3 separate regions of the Zea mays genome follow, and all the other regions are linked to region 2. Evidence: chromatin contacts called from public Hi-C data. All regions are on one chromosome and are shown on one strand. Each heading gives the region's core, a stretch centred on a gene start, on an enhancer-like site or on the middle of the called end of the contact. The rest is flanking DNA. Distances are from core to core; before and after follow the strand shown. Region 1 holds the start of LOC100286313. Region 2 holds the start of LOC100192578 (Transcription factor TCP9). Region 3 holds the start of LOC103647598 (alpha-L-fucosidase 1).

The links. Hi-C and Micro-C count contacts between places; a contact is called where the count stands out from the background.
Region 1: a contact with region 2 is called in a Hi-C map of endosperm, with 3 times the contacts expected there. The contact joins the promoter of LOC100286313 here to the promoter of LOC100192578 in region 2. A contact is called at or near these places in 2 of 25 Hi-C or Micro-C datasets (endosperm and leaf).
Region 3: a Hi-C map of leaf shows a contact between it and region 2, with 7 times the contacts expected there. The contact joins the promoter of LOC103647598 here to the promoter of LOC100192578 in region 2. A contact is called at or near these places in 2 of 25 Hi-C or Micro-C datasets (bundle sheath and leaf).

The regions. Positions count from the first base shown.
Region 1 is chr2:200,580,872-200,585,649 of Zm-B73-REFERENCE-NAM-5.0, reverse strand. It overlaps LOC100286313, which reads left to right and starts at 2,316. Exons shown (of 1, transcript NM_001159200.1): 1 at 2,316-3,295. The coding sequence starts at 2,396. The coding sequence ends at 3,088.
Region 2 is chr2:200,448,157-200,452,822 of Zm-B73-REFERENCE-NAM-5.0, reverse strand. LOC100192578 (Transcription factor TCP9) reads left to right here and starts at 2,153. Exons shown (of 1, transcript NM_001137793.2): 1 at 2,153-3,539. The coding sequence starts at 2,190. The coding sequence ends at 3,221. LOC103647599 (hydroxymethylglutaryl-CoA synthase) reads right to left here and starts at 866. Exons shown (of 12, transcript NM_001352176.1): 1 at 439-866. The coding sequence starts at 504.
Region 3 is chr2:200,265,008-200,270,087 of Zm-B73-REFERENCE-NAM-5.0, reverse strand. It overlaps LOC103647598 (alpha-L-fucosidase 1), which reads left to right and starts at 1,283. Exons shown (of 3, transcript XM_008672108.3): 1 at 1,283-2,009; 2 at 2,126-2,365; 3 at 2,431-3,277. The coding sequence starts at 1,327. The coding sequence ends at 3,106. LOC100193061 (DEAD-box ATP-dependent RNA helicase 7) reads right to left here. Exons shown (of 14, transcript XM_008672106.3): 14 at 4,868-5,080.

The sequences.
Region 1 (4,778 bases), core at 1,067-3,566, 130 kb before region 2:
GGTTACAAAGGAACTAGAACGGAATGACTCCAATTAGGGAATATTCTCCTCAGATCCGGAACCATTCCGCTCTAAAAAATCAACCGGACGGAGCCGCTCCGTTCCAATCCCGCTCGCACAGTCACGCTCCATTCCGTTTACTCTGCAACCAAACAAAAAACAGAGCCGCTCCGTTCCAGATTACCAAACACAGAACATAGCGGCTTCGTTCCTAGAATTAAGGATGGAACGGTTTCGTTCTACTTGGCTCCTCAACCAAACACTACCATAGACAAAAAAAGGCGCGAAAAGGAAATACGGGGGGCAGTCGTCCCCTGTGGCTCAGTGGCAGTGGGCAGCTGGTTCGCATTAGATTAGCGCGTCCGCTCTTTTATTTTTTTTAAAAAAAGAAGAAACAGCCATGGTTTGGGTGCAAAGCATGAGTATCACCCTGTGTTCCAGGACCGTCAGCATCAAGGTGAAGCTGTACCTGAACAAAAATCCAACCGCGAAAGGCTACCCATTCCTATTTTAAAGAACAAGCGGTCGAAAAGGCCATTAAAGTAAAAGGCAGAGGATGAGAGATAGGATAGCCACGAACCGTGCCAGAGCGCAAAGGTGCGTGTATACGGTCATACGGATAAGTTAAGAAATTGTGGTTGCGCACGCGACGTCTAATAGGAGTACAATAAGAAGGTTTTCTATTTTTAATTTTTTTAACTGTCATTAAAGATAATATAAGAGTTTTTTTTTAAACTAACTTCTCAGGTCGTGTCAACCCTGCTGGTGCGATCGAACCGTGCCCAATCGATCAATCGGGTGTACGACGGGAGCCATCACATTTTCTTATGGACGGCCCGACTTTTTGGGCGTCGGCTAGCTAGGTGGGGGTCCGTGGCTTGGGCGATCAGCGCGGCGGGAGAGGACTAGGAGAAGCATCTCCCACAACTTGGGCAGGGCCGATTGATTGAGCCGGACGCCCAAAAAAAAAGTTGTGTTTTGTCCGGTTGCCCGCAAGTGGGCGTGCCTACCACACTACTGTACACACGGGAGCCCGCAAGTGGCGGTAGCTTCCCTGCGATCCCACTGCTGCCCGCTTTTGTGTCGTGTGTGATATACCGGGGCTGCCTGCCGCCGACCGGTCCTGGTTTTGCGGCTCAGTTACGTCGCGTCGTCACCATCGGCTGCACGGGTCCCGATACATCTACTGGACTTCGCCCATGTTCGTTGGTGTCGTCCAAGACATAGTGTTCTTGTTGAAAAGCAGTTGGACTTTTTCAACTGAGTTAAATTTTATCAGCTGAGTTGAACTTTCTCAGCTGAGTTGAGCTTCTTCAGCTGAGTTGAGCTTAACTTCAACTATAAAACTCTTTGGCTAAAACCATTTTAACTTGCCTTCGGGGCAGTTCAACCTGTATTTTATGTCCTGAACTTTATGGTCAATACCAGTTAAACTGGCCCTAGGGGCAGTTCAACTAGTCTCTAGGTCAATTGCTCTGTCTGACTTGACTGACAGACAGACTGTATGTCAACTTGCCACCAGGCGGTTGAACCGGCCCTAGGGCGGTTCAACCGGTGTCAGGACCTGTTGACCAGTCTAACCGATGTCATCGACCATCTTGGGCATGTACAAGCTAAATATGTTGTTGTTGTTGTTGTTCAAACACTAGATACACCTAAGAAACTCATTCATACGAGCTCTTGTATTTAAGCTTAGTATCTTATTCACTCGAACTCTTTAAGGCACTGCTTATTTATATGGATTGTATGACTGGAACAGTATCTTGAAACAGAGAACCGTGCTAAAAACATTCTTTCACCAAAATTCATCTCTTATGTTTTTTTCACTTACCTTTTAAATAACTCTTAAGATACGTATCATTTATGTGGGATGCCCTTACCCACCCTCCCTGAGTCAACACAGCACGAGTTCTTGTATACCAATGCTGCAGCCAAGTAGTAGCTATAAAAAAAATGGCATTTCACAAATGACAAGGCCGCGAGGGCCGAGGGCGTTTACTGTGTCTGTATGTTGTTTGTGGTTGTGGAAAACCAGAGACAAAGACCGGCAACGGGAAGCAAAAGGCAGTATCTATCATCTCATGGTCGCAAGTTGCAATAAAGAAAGCGTGGGATGTCACTCTCCATCTCCAAGTCGAAGCCACCCTGTTGCCTGGTTGCAAGTTGCCTCAGGCAGCCAGATGCATTCCCCTTTCTGCTTTCTTTCTCCCGCTGTGTGACTGTGACTGTGAGTGCCTCCAATCCATCCCCGCGCTTTCTACTCTGCTTCAGCAGCCGCCACCTATAAATATGCGCCCGCAAATCCCATCGTTCGCATCGCAAAAACCACCCAAGGCCAAGTCGCATCGCAGCAGCCAGGCAGATCGATCAACACCTTAAAATCGAGCGAGCTAAGATGTGCCCAATCAAGAGGGAGACGACGAGCGCCGAGTCCGGCTCGCCGTGCAGTAGCTCCACCTCCACCTCGTCGTCGTCGGAACACCACCAGACCGCGTGGGCGTCGCCGCCGAAGAAGCGGCCGGCGGGGCGCACCAAGTTCCGGGAGACGCGGCACCCGGTGTTCCGCGGCGTGCGGCGCCGGGGCCGCGCCGGGCGGTGGGTCTGCGAGGTGCGCGTGCCCGGGAGGCGCGGCTGCAGGCTCTGGCTCGGCACCTTCGACACCGCCGAGGCCGCGGCCCGCGCGCACGACGCCGCGATGCTCGCCGTCGCCGCCGGCGCCGCGCGCCTCAACTTCGCGGACTCGGCGTGGCTGCTCGCCGTGCCGACGGCCTCGTACGCCAGCCTCGCCGACGTCCGCCGCGCCGTGGCGGAGGCCGTGGAGAGCTTCCTGCGCCGCCGCGAGGAGGAGGAGGGGGACGCGCTCTCGGCCGCGTCCTCGACGTCGCCCAACGACAAGGACGGCGACGAGTCCTCCTCGGCCACCACCACCGACGACGACTCGCCGTTCGAGCTGGACATGTTCGGTGGCATGAGCTGGGACCTGTACTACGCGAACTTGGCGCAGGCGATGCTCGTGGAGCCACCGCCCATTGTCCCCGCGTTATGCGACGACGGCGTGGCTTCCGAATTGCCGCTCTGGAGCTACTAGGCTAGGACTAGTGGTCGCTGTACTTTCGGTTTTTACCTTTTCTCGTTCTCGTCGTGTCCTGTGCCACAATTTGGTAACTGCACAAAGGTTACTGCTGCTTCTATTAACGAAACAGAGCAGATTGGGAAAAAAACAGAGCATGGCCGTTGACTTTGTAATGGTAGCAAAAAGTCTTGAGCTTATTATTATTATAGTGTTGACTCTCAATATGTATGGGGTTATAATAGTGGTTGACCTTGAAGCTGCCACTGTAACCGCTAACGGCATGCAAACTAAGGATGGGACCCAGGTGTAGCTCCACCAAAGACTGGCTGTTTGAGGCCGGTCGAAGGAAGGGAGCGAAGCGCCAACCGCAATCCTTGACTCCATTCTTCTGCACTTGAAAACAGCTGTACTACCATCTCAGGTCACAGCTCTGCGCATGTGTGTTCTGCCGCGGTTTCTCGTACCAGTGCTGCACGTTTCTGCACCGATATTCCAGACGATCGGAACAAACGTGCCACTTGTTTAAACTAAGTACACACTGAGGGGGTGTTTGGTTAGAGGGACTAAAGATTAGTCTCTAGTTTTTAATCTCATTTAGTCCTTTTTTTTATCAAATACTAAGTCTAAAATATGGACTAAAATGATTTAATCTTTAGTTTAGTTCTTCACATATGTGCTAAAATATATTAAATCATATTAATTCCATATTTATCCCTCGTTTAATTCAATTGTACTAATAGCAGGAGAACGTTAAAGACCATTTTAGTCTTTTTATGAGTCATGAGTATATTCTTACTGATTTTAGCCCTTAGAACCAAACATTTTAGGAACTAAACTTTAGTCTCTAGACTAAAGAAAATCAAACAGGCCATAAATAATCATGTAGCCAACAGTACCGAGGCCCCGTACATAATAACACGTAAAGAAAAAAGAAGTTGCATCTGTGTATCACATCGTCTATGACGTATGCGATTAAGCTGACTAGTAGCATAATCGAACTTGGGCCGAAAAGTGCATCTAGTTCAAAGAACCCAATAAAGAAAGAAAAACATCTTTATATATATATACAGATTACTGTACTGGCACTAGGATGCATGTATCCCCCGGTGTACCTTCCACTTGCAGCTGAGGTAAGCCCCTGCCAGATGAGATTATTAGCACCGGCAGCATAATAAAAAAAAATTAAGGTTCCGTCCCGCCCCGCCCATACACAACTTTGAACGGCTCCCATATTCTAATAGTTTTTCTTTAAGCTGATGAGCTCAGTTTTGATGCTGTCATCATTTTTATCTATAGTCGTGTTTTTTTTCTCGATTTTGTCTTCTAGTGTTATATAGCGGAAGTGTAAAAACTGAGCGCAAAAAGAAAAATATGGCTAAGGATAAAAACGAGGAAGGTGACAAAATTAGAAATACAAATTTAAATAGCCCTATCCTGATCAGGTGACCGGCCTGAAAAGGTTGCCGAGCACAACGAGATAATCCCCATCCGAAGCGCTTCCGAGCAGGGTTCTCCAAGATGCGAGGAGGAATCCAGAGCCACTACTAGTTTACTAGTACGATATTTTCATTTTAGACCAAAATACATGTAGCGATTTTTTTTTGGAAAAAAAAGGTACGGAGCAACCTGCAGAGGTTAGCTGGAGCCTGGAGCACGCTAGCTACCGGCGCGACAACAACAGCCAGCACCCAGCAGGCTGTGGGCG
Region 2 (4,666 bases), core at 904-3,403:
GCTAAACCGGAACTTCTCATGTTTTACTTGAAATGCTCACTTTCCCGTATTTACACGGATCTTTGGAGGTCAAACTCTCCAAATTTACTGGAGTTTCAAATATTTGAATTATAATCTTAAATACCGCATATCTAACTATCGATTTGATCTTCAGCGGCATTACTGCACGGCAATCACGAATAATCAAAGGTTTACCCAACAAGTGGCGACAATTCCACCCATGAGACCCATCTAGCCAAATACTTCCGTCAATTTCTAGAGAAACACAATCCTTAGACGCAGGAAAGTCCCATCTTCACCCCGCACTGCAATGCGCCGATGCGGAAGGTCCCGGAGACGCGGATCGGAAGCATCAGAGTCGCCCCGCAGCGGAGTCGGTCGTAACAGCAGAACCGAAATAGTAACGCGCACAGTTAGAAGTTGGGAAAATAATTTTACCTGCTGCACGCAGGAGGGCGGGAAGTAGATGTCCATGGCGAGGATCCCGACATCTTTGCGGTCCATCTCCTCGACTCAGCTGAGCCTCCTAGATCCGTTTCCTCTCTGGCCGCCGGCCGGCGCCCGTACGCTCCACTCACACGGAGCGCGTCAAGGGCTCAAGGCGTGGGCTCTGCTGTGGCCGGGAGCTACGTCTGCGTCGGACTCTGGTAGCCTGGCGCACCGGGAGCACCACGGATGGGGTCGACGATGAGGATCTATATGTTCGTGGAAATTTTCAACCGCATCAGGATCGTCAGCTCGGCTTGGGCTTGGCGCGGCCGCGGCGGCTGGCACATCTGCTGGATCGATCGATGGCTGCGAGATTCCGGCACGGCACGTGAGAGGTTCACAGGCACGGGCACGAGACACGACAAACGCCTATTCTTGGTGGGTGCCTGTCTTTGCGGAATTAACTACTGGAGTATTACAGTGTCGTGCGCTGCCGTAATACACGATCATATTTAATACTCATAAAAAATAAATATAATGTCTCTACTAATTAGTAACAATCATATTTAATACTCATAAAAAATAAATATAATATCTCTACTAATTAATAAGATAGTAAAAATAGCCTGTCATTTACTGTTCTGTAATTCTCATTTCTTGTTCTGTCTTTTTTATTCCCCATACCACACAGTCCACACATATTCCTCCGCACAGCCTGCACCCATCCCCATTCTCACATTCTCCCCCACGCCCCTCAAGCTAATGCAATCAGTAGCTACTGCTACACCACATGTATATTTCTGTCTACATTTACGAAAGTAAAATATTTACTATATCTCTCCAAGCCTACCCTTGCACAATGCCTGAACCACTCTAACTCTTGTGTTCTCGTGTTTTTCTAGCTAATCAGGCGATCCCTAATCCCCCTTCTCATCTTAGGATTAGGGGGCTGCACTCTGCCACCCGTCCGGAGGATTTTCTCTCCGACAAACTCTCTAAAACTTAAATTTAAGAAGTGAACAGAAAAATGTTTCTCCAATAGTTCTTCAAATAGACTTGCTAAATTCAGTAACTTGCTATGTAACCTTATTTGCTCTCCATATTTAGCAACTTGATAGACACTCTCTAAACAGAGTTGGCATCGATTTCTTCACTCTGCATGCTCATATTTCCGTTTCTTGCGCAGCGTGGTAGCCAGATCCAACGTGCTCTTTTTTCCCCTTTCCATGCAGCAAGAAAGTCAGGTCCGACACGGATGGTATAAGCTTCTCCTCTACCGCTAGACCACCGCTCCCCCACAGATCGCTCTGACTAGCCTTCTCCGTTATCCTCTACCCTCGATCCCGCCTTAACTAGCGCAGATAACCCCCAAAAAATAAAACGGGCCCACCAAAACTAGATTCGAAATTAAACAATTCCCTAAATATTAAGAATTGTTGGAGACCAAACTATTTTTTGCGTCGTATTTAGCAACTTGCTAAACAAGAGTTTAAATAGCTTTATTTTAGAGAACTACTAACGTAGGAGATATTTTTGTTCATAAAAATAATAGAAAAAGAAGTTCACTCCCCTGCCGCTGCCGTGGGCCGAATCGTCCCATTCCAACTACCCGCAAGTTCGGGCCCGTTTGGCGGTGGCCCCGTAACCCTATCTGCGGGATCCATCATCCAGAGAGGCTAATAAAACGCCAGAACGATTCTTCTCCCAAAAGACGGCGCCGCCACGAAATCGAAAGTCAAAACAGAGACAGACCCCACTGGATGAAGGGGACCCCAAACGAAGGCCAGTCCGATCTCTCAATGGAGTCCCAGGCGCCGGGCAGGGGCGAGGAGGGCACGAAAGCCCTATACCTCGCACCCGAGGTGATCGGCAACGGTACTGCGGCGGGGGCCGTGGCGGTAGACGCGATGGTGTCGGTCGAGGCGGGCGGGTCCGGCCTGCCGAAGCCGGAGCCCGTCCCGGTGGAGTTCCTGGGCAGCGGCGGACTCCAGTTATCCAAACCGCGTCCCGCACCGCGTTACCGCGACCGGCACACCAAGGTGGAGGGCCGCGGGCGGCGCATACGCATGGCGGCGGCGTGCGCGGCGAGGGTGGCCCGCCTCACACGGGACCTAGGGCACAAGTCCGACGGCGAGACCATCCGCTGGCTGCTGCAGCAGACGGAGCCATCCATCATCGCTGCCACGGGCACGGGCACGGTCCCCGCGATCGCCATCACGGGCACCGACGGCGTCCTCCGCCTACCCGCCGAGCCGGCATCCGAGGACGCCAGCGGCGAGCAGCAGGAACCGGCCCCCAAGCGCCGGCGCAAGCTCCAGCCGACGCGCGCCGCGGTGGGACCCGCGGTACCTGCCCCCGCGGCGTACTACCCGGTCGTCGCTGACCCCCGCCTCCAAGCCAACGGCGGCGGCGCGATTTCGGTGTCCAGCGGCCTTGCCCCCGCCTCTGCCCCCGCGGCGCCCGCCGGCGCCATTCCGTTCATCGCCATCGCGGCGCCGAGGCCCAGCGCAGCGGGCGATGGCAAACAGATGATTCCGCCTGCGGCTATGTGGATGGTTCCGCAGCAGGCCGGCGCGGGCAACCAGCCAACTCACTATTGGGCTTTCACAACCAATTCTGAATTCCTCAGTTACCAGCAGCAATCTGTTTTCCAGCAGCAAGTTGTCTACGATGGGGAGCAGCTTGTTGGCGACGGAGAATCGCAAGGCCAGCAGACCGGTGGTTACCAGCACGGGGACGGGGAGGGGGTGGACGAAGAGATTGCCGTGACTGATTCCAGTTCGGAAGAGTAGCGGCGCAGCATTCTGAAGCTCAGTCAACTGCCTAATTCCAATCCAAACTTCCAAAGAGTAGGTCAGAATTACCAGTCTAACTTTCTTCTCATTTGTCCTTTCCTTTGTAGTAGCAGCAGCAGTGAAAAGTAGTTAATAGGGTGATGCTATTTGCGAACTGGCTACTCGCTAGTTTGCGTGATCGCATTGGAAATTTGGAACTGTATTTGGGAGAGCGGTGTTTACCCTTATCTTACCCTGGCCCTATGGGATGCACAACTTTTGGGGGCGTTTGGCGCCTATGTGGCTATGCCTATACGAAGATCTCATTATTTAGACATGAACGCCTCTGTCGTGAGCAAATATAACCAAACTGTTTTTCGTTTTTTGGGTGAAAAACCGCTCCTACCAATAATAGTTTACTGCCGGTAAATCGGTGAAAACCAGCAAAACTGACCGGTTTGCCCATGTCAAATTTGAACAAATTCAAAACTGTTTTACAGCGAAAAACCGGCGATAAACCGTCCAATACTTGGTGACTATATTAACTGTTTTTTGTTTTTATAGAAAAAATAGGAAATTTTGACAGGGTACGTTTGTAATTTGCCCAATTCACATTACATAGCAAATACTAATTGACTCATACACCACATATGCAATCACAAACTTCAATTCTAATGTAACAAACAACCATTAGATTGCGCAATACCCAAATACAAGTTCTTTTTAGAGTTGACCCACAAGTCCACAACACATATGTCGACTTGTTTCACAATACTCACATATTTAGCTCGAGTCATAATATTTAGGCATGTTGGAAGGATCCTGGTATGGGTCCATTCCGTATACGTGGTCCTATACAATGATATGAAATTCATTAGCAAGAAAACAAGAACGATAAATAAATACTTATTGACGAATCAAAAATTAGTTACATATGCAGGCATCTCGACAACAACATAGAATGATTAAAACGGGTACCATCCCCTATGTGCGAGATGACCCTCTTCTTCGATTTGCTGACCTTTTATTTGTGAGATGCTCCTTCAAGCGCATACCACCCTTTCGCTCTTAGTTTCTCTATAATAATTGCACTTGAAACCTATTTCCATGCTCCTGGACAATGTCCGACATGCCTCCTATAAATAAGAAGACATAATATCATGTAACAATAGAATAAAAACATATAACTTGTAGCAAATGGCATATTAACATAAAACATCGAAACATATTTACTAACAAAAACATAAACCATCTAACAATAACTAAATATTAACATGACACAAGCAAATGAGTTAGATATTATTATATAACTATGTATTAACATGAACAAATGGGCCTACAGGCTACATATGTATTAACAATACTAACATATATATAACTAAATACTAACATATATAACTATATATTAACAATACTAATATATAACTAGTAGGATACAATACACCTAACTTTTGATTATGTAC
Region 3 (5,080 bases), core at 34-2,533, 180 kb after region 2:
GCCCGGTCTCGATGAAAGTTTCATAAGAGTTTCGTTTACATTAATAAATTATCATATAAGCATTTTTTATGATCTGACACTCTTTTTAAAAAGAGAGAAAGCAAATTTCATCGGGATAAAACTATTTTGACACAATTATCAAATCTATATGAGTCATAACATTAAATGTTTATGTCACATTGAATGTTTATGGTCTTAGGGGTGTTTGGTTCTCCATAATAAAATTTAGTCTATGCCACGTCGAATGTTTGAATGTTAATTATGAGTATGAAATATAGTCTAATTATAAAATTAATTACATAGATGAAGACTAACGATAAGATGCATTTATTAAGCCTAATTATTAATCAATGATCGGTAAATGTTTATTGTAGCATCACATGAGTGAATCATGGACCACTTAAGCTTAAGAGACTCATCTTATCGATTAGTCCTTATTTGTAATTAGTTTTATAATTAGACTATATTTAATACTTATAATTAGTATTCAAATATCTGATTTGATATCGCTAAAATTTAGTCAGATGCATTCAAAGGGGCCCTTAAACTTTTGTTCACGATGAAATGCATAGCTTGACACCCCCGCCCCGTTGCTTGCCAATTTCAGATTTCATCCGTGCAAGTGAAACATTGTGTGTATGTAAACTACGGATGGCAATCGGATGGATAAAACACGGATATATGGTTCGCGAATCCACGTACCCATATACGTACGTCGGTATGAATGTACCCGTTGGATATCACTACCCGGCGGATACCCATTATCCGTCCGTCCACTAAAATTTTAACATTAAACACCAAACAACAATTTTATCATATTTCAAAAATTTATCATTCCAGTAGCATTAAATGATAGTTTTAGCATCAAACAACATGTCATAGATGAAATTTGAAAAATAGGGATTTAGTATAATGTGTTGAATTCAGATGGCCTACATGTCAAATACTCATCGGTTAACGGGTATGAATACATACGAAAAAATTATCCGTGGATACGTAATTATATACATATTCGTACTCGTGGATAGTAAATTATACTATACCTATATCTAATGGATATTTATTCGCGGTTATTTACCCATACTCATATCCATTACCGTCCCTAATTCAAACTCAGCACGACTGGTGGGGTTAACACACTTCGCAAGCCAAAAAAGTAACGACAAAGCACTGCACGCAAAAGCCAAAGCCGAAAGAAATCAGTTACCTGTACCTGAGACGCAGCCATTCGAGCAATGTCGTGCAATGGTGACAGCGTCCCATTCGAGCGAAGAGATAAACTGTTTCCTTTCCATTTTTTCCTAACATCGCGGCATTAATTTTATTATGGCGAAGCCCACCCGGCCATTTCCCATAATAGCAAAAATCTCTTCTCCCAGTGCTTGGGCCGCCCAGTGGCCAGTATATATCGTTAGTTCGCTACACATGGCCGTCCCGGGCAAAGAAGCACCGACAACAGTCGACACGATGGCCAGCCCGTTGCTGTCCCTGGCCACCGCGGCGCTGGCCGTAGCCGTCCTCATCTCCACGACAGAGGCTTGGCGCGCGACGCCAACGCCGCTGCCAGTGCTGCCGATCCCGTCGGCGGCGCAGCTGAAATGGCAGCGCCGCGAGGTGATCATGTTCTTCCACTTCGGCATGAACACCTTCACGGACTCCGAGTGGGGCACGGGGTGGGAGGACCCGTCCCTGTTCTACCCCGCGAGGCTCGACGCCACCCAGTGGATGGACGCTGCGCGGGCGGCGGGGGCCTCGCTCGCCATCCTCGTCGCCAAGCACCACGACGGGTTCTGCGTCTGGCCGTCCGAGTACACGGCCCACTCCGTGCGCGCCAGCCCCTGGCGCGGGGGCCGCGGCGACGTGGTGAGGGAATTCGTGGACGCCGCCCGCGCGCGCGGCGTTGACACCGGGTTGTACCTCTCGCCGTGGGACCGGCACGACGAGCGGTACGGCCAAGAGGTCGCGTACAACGAGTACTATGAGTCCCAGCTCCACGAGCTCCTCACCGGGTCAGTTCCGAGCTGCACGCCGGCCGGCTATGCGGCGAGTAACCAGAGCATCGCCTAGCAAATGTTATGTAAGCTTACTTGCATAGCGATTCTGTGCGGAAACAAACTAAAGCTAGGTACGGGAGCGTGTCGGAGATTTGGTTCGACGGCGCCAAGGGCAAGGACGCGACCAATATGACGTACCACTTCCAGGAATGGTTCCAGACGGTGAAGCAGCTGCAGCCCTCCATCAACATCTTCTCCGCCGTCGGGCCCGACGTCCGGTGGGTCGGCGACGAGACAGGCGAAGCCGGAACCACCTGTTGGTCCACCGTCAACCGCTCCATGATCACCATAGGCGAAGCCAGCGACGAGAAGTACGTGCAAACATACAATACGATATCATGAACATGCAAGAGCCATTGTTTGCGCGTGCCTGCAGGTACCTGAACGAGGGCGATCCGCGGGGGAGCGACTGGGTGCCGCCGGAGTGCGACGTGTCGATCCGGCCAGGCTGGTTCTGGCACAAGAGCGAGACGGCCAAGCCGCTGCGCCAGCTGCTTGAGATCTACTACAACTCCGTCGGCCGGAACTGCGTGCTCCTGCTCAACGTGCCGCCCAACTCCACGGGCCTTGTCGAGGACGCCGACATGGCGCGGCTGCGCGAGTTCGGGGCCGCCGTGGCCACCATCTTCGGCACGGACCTCGCCGCGGGCAGCGAGGCCAGGGCCAGCAGCGTGCGCGGCGCCGGGTTCGCGGCGCGCAACGTGCTGGACGGCCGCGAGGACACGTACTGGGCGCCGACGGCCGAGGACGGGCGAAGGGACGTTTACTGGATCGAGCTGCGGCGGCCGCCGGGCGCGCAGGCGCGGCCGTTCAACGTGGTCCGGATCCAGGAGCACGTGGCGCTGGGGCAGCGCGTGGAGCGGCACGCGGTGTACGTCGACGGCGCGCCCGTGGCCTACGGCACAACAGTGGGGCACAAGCGGCTGCACCGGCTGCCCTGCCCCGTCGCCGGCGGGACGGTGAGGGTCTGGATCACGGCGCGGCGTGGCCCGCCTCTGCTCTCGGCGGTGGGCCTCCACTACGACCCCTTCGTCGCGGCGGCCACCATGTGACGTGGCGAGCGCAAGGGACTTAGGCTGTCTCCAGCAACGAACCCTAAATGGTCCTGTACTCTAAATTTAGAGGATGAGACGTCCGCTATCGGCTCCAGCAGCAACCTGTAAATGAAACTGTAAAATAGCGGACGACTTTGACGAGCGCTAAAGCCAGAGCGTACTTGTTCATCCGCTATCCTGCTCTCACATGCAGTCCAGCCTCTTCCTCTCTCTACTTTTTCTCCTGCGCTTGTCAGATGCCGTACAGATGCCATACAAATTTGTCTGCTATCGCTTGGTTGTAGTCGGTTTTAAAAATTAATTAGTCTCTAATTAATTCTTGGATCACATGAATGATTTTTTGTTTCCGTGCGTATGATAGGAAATACATAATACATTTTTTTTGTAAATAATATGATCGATGAGTAATTTGTATATAAAATGAAAATGTATTGTAAGAAGTATTTTTATTTCGCAACATAAGTTAATTAATTTTTTATAAGTGACATGTAAAAATAATGTGTATTATAAATTCCGGTACACTATAGATATAGAGGACCGAATTTAGGGGACGTTGTTGGAGATGAAAAAGATATAGAGAATAGAATTTTTTAGAGCGTGCTGTATAGGACAGAGAATATTCCTTTAGGGGATAGAATTTAGGGGACGTTGCTGGAGATAGTCTTATGTACTCGATTTTTGGTGTAATTATGGTATGTGGGCAGTCGACGTCGTCCTGTCCTGCTCGTGCCAGCCCCAAGCAACGGAACAGCGACATGCGACACCAGCGGCGCACCTGCCAGAAAGCGGCTCTGTTTTATCGGTCCCTCTTGATGCGAACCCGGAACCGCAAAAGACTGTCTTCAACGACCTAAGGGCAATTACTAATACAACAACTAATATGTAAACAGCTGTTACGTGAAATCATACAAGCAGGTCTCTTAGTTCGTTAAATCTAGATCTAAGCTTATATCATATTTAGTATTTAAATAAATCAACCCTCATTTCGTGTAGCATTATAAAAAACCCTAACAAACTATGATTACGCATGCGGTTGGATCTAGATATAATGGATCAATGAGAGTTAATTACACGTAATGACTACTTGCATATTAGTCATGTCAACGACTAATATGAAAGCAGCCATTATATGCAAGCATGCAAATATTTCTCTTGATCCGTTAGATCTAAATCTAACCATATATCATATTTAACATTTAAACTCTTCTACCACCACCACGTCTAGCTTTTTAAAAAAGTCTCAATCAAATAACAATTCACATATGGTTGGATCTAGATCTAACGAATTAAGAAAGATAATTGCACGCTTGGACCTAATGACTGTTTGCACATGTGCAATTTAGAATATACTCCATTTTAATTTATAATTCCCTTGACATTTTTACTCTAAATTCGATGAGTTCCTCTTATTCAAAAAATGTATAATTATTATTAACTCTAGAATGATATCATTTAACATATAAAATACTTAAGTTTAAAGTTTTCATTTTTTTTCTAAACCTATTAAATAAGGCAACCCAGTCAAACTGATAGAAAAAGTCAAATAAATTATAAACTAGAACGGAAGAAGCGTATATATCGATAACGTAGCGAGTGGCGTAGTTACAAATCACCGTTCATTTTGGATCTTAAAATAATAAAAATAGATAAACAATACGCTTTTTTAAAAAAAAACGGTAAACATCAAAACGTCTGACACGACGCAGAAAAAAAATAGAAACTACACTTTCTGACCAAAGGAGACCGAGTCAGCATCCATGTCAAGTTAAAACAATAGGTTTATAGCTTTACTTAGTAATAACACGTTGGTTGATTTCGAGTAGATAAACGCGAATTCTTGCGTTGGCAAAAATGTGTGTCGTATTCTCGTTGACGAACGCTAACAAATAAACAAAACCCGATACAATTGCAGCCAAAACTGAGAATATTCCCTCCCCCTCTTCCTCAAAACTACGTCACTGAAACGTCCGT